Linked DNA regions of Mus musculus: region 1 is linked to region 2. A link is a contact called in public promoter capture Hi-C data. All regions are on one chromosome and are shown on one strand. Each heading gives the region's core, a stretch centred on a gene start, on an enhancer-like site or on the middle of the called end of the contact. The rest is flanking DNA. Distances are from core to core; before and after follow the strand shown. Region 1 holds the start of D230025D16Rik (RIKEN cDNA D230025D16 gene). Region 2 holds the start of Ces2h (carboxylesterase 2H).

Region 1 (2,700 bases), core at 1-2,500, 220 kb before region 2:
GAACCAAGAGCCCTTGATGAAACTGGCTTTTATAATGGGCAAGAAAGAGGCAGGCAGCCACCAAGCCCCAGCAATCTACCCAGCTAGGTAATTCCAATATGCTGTCTCTATAGACAGAGTCGTCTACATTCAAGGATAAGCCATAAACAAATGGAGCAGCTGACTCAGTCCAAGAGCTCCCAGTAGAGAGACAGAGGTTGAGGCCCACACAAACAAGCAGCAGGAACACCTTTTCCCAGCCCCTTCGCTTAGTGCTGCCACTAAGTAAACACACTGGAGTCACTAAATGCAAATACTCTTGTTCACATACGAAGGCCAACTCTCCCCAAGTGACCTAACTGATTTGTCTACCAAGCCAATGTGTAATTTCCACTTCACTCAATTTCAACTTTTAACTCTGGTATCTGGTATTGCGACACCACACGTTAAGAGTACATTTCAAAAGAGAAGAAAACAAGTCGAGAGTTCCTTTTAGAAAAGCAAGCTCATTCCCCCACCACCCCCATCTGATTGTGAGGCATGAGCTTAGGTTTCCCCCACTCCCCTAAAACCAGAGAGAGACAGATCAGAGACCAGAGTGTTGATTAGGTGTGCTACCTAGTTCTTAACTATTAGAGTCAGCAAAATGGGCATAATACTATCGATATTCAGACTTCAGGGAGTTGTATTAGAGATAAATTCAAAAGAGCAGGACCTTCCCACTCCACTAAGTATTTGGTGTGTACTGGCTATTACTATCATAGAGGTCCAAAGAAGGACCCTGCTGAGACATCGCTGATCCTATGACAGACGGGAGGAGCGGGATTCTAAAGCCCGGAGCCGAAAGACTAAAGGGTGAGAAAAGGCGAAGAACCGCGGGCGCAGGGGCATCTGGGGCAGGAACCAGAAGCGGAAGGGACTAGGGAGAATTAAGGGCCAGCCAACAGGATCCCAAAAGACCCCACACTCACCCAGAGTGAATTCCCATTGCTCGTTCCCCAGAGAGCGTTCAGGCACCACCTCCAGGTCCAGCATTGGGTCGGTTCGCTGGGCCGGGCGGCCTCCCTGCGGCAGCGCAGACAGGACCCGGCCTGAGGAGAGCACGCAGCTGCTGACTGGTCGCTCTCGCCAGCCCGCGGACGTCCGGCTCTCCACTCGGTTCCGGGCGGCGACGGCAGCACGAACACAACAACACACTTCACCTCCCTTCAACCTCCCGGGCAGCAGCCCCGGCAGGAGAGGCTGTAGCAACAGCAGCGCCCAGAGCAACTGCAGCAAAAGTGGCGTGCCGGGCCGTAAAGCGTGGCAAAGGCGGGGCTAAATCATGAAGGCGGGGCTTGAGGCGGAGTCGCGCACGCGCAAACTCTGGATCAGAGGCCAGACCCGCGCGGGTAGAGCTGGAGGGAAGAGCAGCTGCTTTAGAACTTAGGGGCCACATTCCAGAGGTCCTGAAACTGCACAGCGCACCATATATGCCTACGCAAGAAAAGGCACAAGGCGGGAAACATGTCACACAAAAATAAAGTCTTCCGTCTGCACACTTGTCCCACTAATCTGCACTAGGAACAAAACGGACAGGAAGGACCCAGTCCCAGAGACTCACGGCCCCGCGGACCATTATCAAGCTTGTCACGTACTGACGCTGGCTGCCACTGCCTAAATTGTTCAGAAACCTACTCTCCTTGGACCCAGTGGTCTCTGAGCAGGGTCCACCTCAGAGTCGAGGATGTATGAGTCCGTTGGCAAGGGTTAGAGCGAGAGGATTTGAGTTAGAAGGCTGAAGAGTTCCGGGCCAGGTCTCATTTCCAGAAATGCTCAACCTAGGGAATACTTTCTAAGCACAGAGGCTGCCTCCTGCAGCTCCGCCTGGAGTCACCATTGCTGCTTGCCAATGCTTTATGGTAGTGACTAAAGCTCTTAAGTGTTCTGTGCCTCCGTTTCCAGTGAGTAGAAGAGGGGCTCCTCTAGTTATTCAGCCAGAATTTTCGGCTTGCTTGCTCTAGGGCACCCTAAAATTAAAAGGCAGCTGAGGCCTCTTTTGATGACAAGACCTCACACCCTCAGTCTCATTTTATAGACGAATAAATGAGGCACAAGGAGGGTAAAGACTTTACCCAAGCTTCCTTGATCCTAGGCAGCAAAGCTCGATTCCCATTATGTTTCCTAAGGGTAGTATTTAGCAGGGAACTAAGTGACAGACTAAATACTCAAACTGGCTATAAAGAAGCCTAACAGTGGATACGTCACAAAATTTCAAGTCAGTGCTATGGGATTAAACAAAATAAAATAAAAATAGTAGAACGTCTTTGAGAAGCATTGCTGCACGCCAAAACAACTGGGTCACTGGGCTGTCTGTCCAGTGGGAAAGTGGCTGCAGAAACGCTGACGTGTGTAGCTAGCTATGTTTAGAGGCTGGGTGTGCTGATTTGTGCCTGCTTGGAATCCCAGCAGTTGGGAGTGAGGCAGTAAAGAAGTTCAAGGTTAGGCCAGCCTGGTCTACAAAGTGAGCTCAGGACAGCCAGGGCTATACAGAGAAACCCTGTCTCGAAAAACAAAAAACAAAAAACAAACAAACAAAAAAAGAAGTTCAAGGTCGGGCTGGAGAGATGGCTCAGCTGTTTAGAGAAGTCAGTGCTCTTCCAGAGGTCCTGAGTTCAATTCCCAGCAACGACATGGTGGCTCACAACCATCTGTAATGGGATCTGATGCCCTCTTCTGGGG
Region 2 (2,700 bases), core at 21-2,520:
GCTTCTTTGATTGGTCTGTAAGCTTAAGGCCTAAACTAGGAGAGACAAGGTGGTTATTGCCCAGGCGCTTGCAGGACTAGAACATGGAGCTCCCCCTGATATATGATATATCTATGCTTAGGCAATAGGTCGCTGGCCACTCAGCTCTTATATCCCATGAGGCTAGACTCATTGCACGGGATAGAGTGAGTGTGCTTCAGCAGCCCGAGAGAGTTGCAAGGCTAAGCACTGCAATGGAAAGGCTCTGCGGCATATATGAGCCTATTCTAGGGAGACATGTCATCTTTCATGAAGGTTCAGTGTCCTAGTTCCCTTCCCCCAGGCAAAACGACACGGGAGCAGGTCAGGGTTGCTCTGGGTAAAAGCCTGTGAGCCTAAGAGCTAATCCTGTACATGGCTCCTTTACCTACACACTGGGGATTTGACCTCTATCTCCACTCTCATTAATATGGGTGGCCTATTTGCTCTTATTAAAAGAAAAAGGGGGAGATGTTGGGAGCCGCGCCCACATTCGCCGTTACAAGATGGCGCTGACAGCTGTGTTCTAAGTGGTAAACAAATAATCTGCGCATGTGCCAAGGGTATCTTATGACTACTTGTGCTCTGCCTTCCCCGTGACGTCAACTCGGCCGATGGGCTGCAGCCAATCAAGGAGTGACACGTCCGAGGCGAAGGAGAATTCTCCTTAAAAAGGGACGGGGTTTCGTTTTCTCTCTCTCTTGCTTCTCTCTCTTGCTTCGCTCTCTCTTGCTTCTTGCTCTCTTGCTGCTTACACTCTGGCTCCTGAAGATGTAAGAATAAAGCTTTGCCGCAGAAGATTCTGGTCTGTGGTGTTCTTCCTGGCCGGTCGTGAGAACGCGTCTAATAACAATAGGGAATGTCCTGACTCGTCATCTTGAGTCTGTCTGGCCTTGTTAATCTGCCACTCCTCAAAACCCCCTCCTTTTCAGTTCCATCCTTGAAGGCGAGCATCTTCAGGTAGCCACTATGCTTTTAGCTTTAGGCGGCCCACCTTGACACTTGCAGAGTATCACACAAGTAAGCAATGGGCTTCACCATTTCAGCCTTGCCATTTCCTTGCCCATCCTTGGCCATTTCCTCCCTTACTCTCCCTTAGTCTCTTCACAGTTTGGCAGCTCTGACATAATTCCCTTCACTCCCCTGAGAGCCTCACCCTGGACCCGGAGGAGAAGCAGGAGCCCACAGGTCGCGGTGGTTAGCCGAGCATGAATTTGTTCCAGTCTCATGGTTGGTACACAGGCGTGTTTCTGAACTTCTGTAGGGCAGGTCAGGCTTTACCAGAAGGCAACTGAGGATTGGAGCTGGAGTTTGGACCCTGCAGAGTGTGGGCAGGGCTCTGGGTGGGGCCTGGCAGGGTGGGTACTGCAGGAGAACGACTCTGAGCAGACTGGGCTTGTGAAAGCCAAAATCAGCAGACAGGGATTATAGACACCTCCACACTTCCTGTGTTTCTTTTGACCTCCTCTGAAGGTGCTATGTGGCGTCTACAGCCCCTTAAACACAGGGACCTGCACCTGCAACTTGCAACCACTAAGTGTAAGGACATGACAGTCACAGGTGGAAGGAAGGTGTCAGGGATGAGAAGACAGAGCAGAAAGCTGATGCTAGAGAAATCGAAGGGCTTCTCTGAAGAGACACACCATAGTGACCCACATTAGAGAATGGCCACACCTATTGTGGGGCGAAGGGAGCTGGGAGGGCAAATACAAGGCAGCTACGACGGTTCCTTCAATCCTGAAAACTTCTCGTTCGTTTCTGGATTCATGATTTACTTGTTTCTCCTGCCCTGGTCCCTTAATCCCCATAGTCATGGTGTGAAAATCTGCATGGACTCTTCCTTGGTCTCAGGGACATTTCTGTATGTGTGCATGCATGCACACACACACACACACACACACACACACACAGAGAGAGAGAGAGAGAGGGAGAGAGAGAGAGAGACAGAGACAGAGACAGAGAGAGACAGAGAGACAGAGAGAGACAGAGACAGAGAGACACAGAGAGAGAAATAAAATAAAATAAAATAAAATAATAAATAAAAAAAAGGAGTCTAAAGGCAATGTTGACTAGTGTGAATAGTCCCAGAACTTGGGAAGTGGAGGCAGGTGAATCCTGAGTTTGGTTAAATCATAGTTACACAGGAAGGCTGAGTGTCAACAGACAAAATCCAAACAAGCAAAATCATAGTAACAACAATAACAGTAAAAGCAACAATAATAAACAAATAAATAAATAATAAATGAAAGTCCAGGTGAATATCTGCAATCGAATATCAGTGCATGCCCACCCCTAGTAATTCTTCTAGCTAGGCCCTACCTCGTAAAGAATCCAGCGGTCAAACTATTCCCCTAGCTATATGAATATTTTGTTCAAAAGAAACTACCATTTTGTTTTCAGATTATTTAATCTTAGGGAAAAGTTAAATTCAAGGTCCCAGGCCTTAGGGGAGCTGGGGACTTCCCTATAGCTCAACGGCTTCTGTTGAAAACAGTTGTCTAAGTACAGCCATCTCAATGACAACTTCTCCATCTTGCTGGCAGGTTTAAACCAGTTCACGTTCCCAGGCCTAGGAATGACCTGCTTCTTTGTCTCTTTATCACTCTGAGCTCTGGACCTAATATCTAGGAGAATGAATTAAGGACCTTGAAGCCAAGTGCCCTGGATATGACCCAGTCTCCA

What was found. Capture Hi-C pulls out chosen DNA fragments and counts their contacts.
Region 1: a promoter capture Hi-C map of liver shows a contact between it and region 2. The contact joins the promoter of D230025D16Rik here to the promoter of Ces2h in region 2. A contact is called at or near these places in 5 of 39 promoter capture datasets (3T3-L1-derived adipocytes, fetal liver, hippocampal neurons and 1 more), 1 of 484 Hi-C or Micro-C datasets (liver) and 1 of 9 other capture datasets (liver).

The regions. Positions count from the first base shown.
Region 1 is chr8:105,223,737-105,226,436 of GRCm38.p6, reverse strand. It overlaps D230025D16Rik (RIKEN cDNA D230025D16 gene), which reads right to left and starts at 1,250. Exons shown (of 16, transcript NM_145604.3): 1 at 951-1,250. The coding sequence starts at 1,014.
Region 2 is chr8:104,999,400-105,002,099 of GRCm38.p6, reverse strand. Ces2h (carboxylesterase 2H) reads right to left here and starts at 1,270. Exons shown (of 12, transcript NM_001272045.2): 1 at 1,175-1,270. The coding sequence starts at 1,247.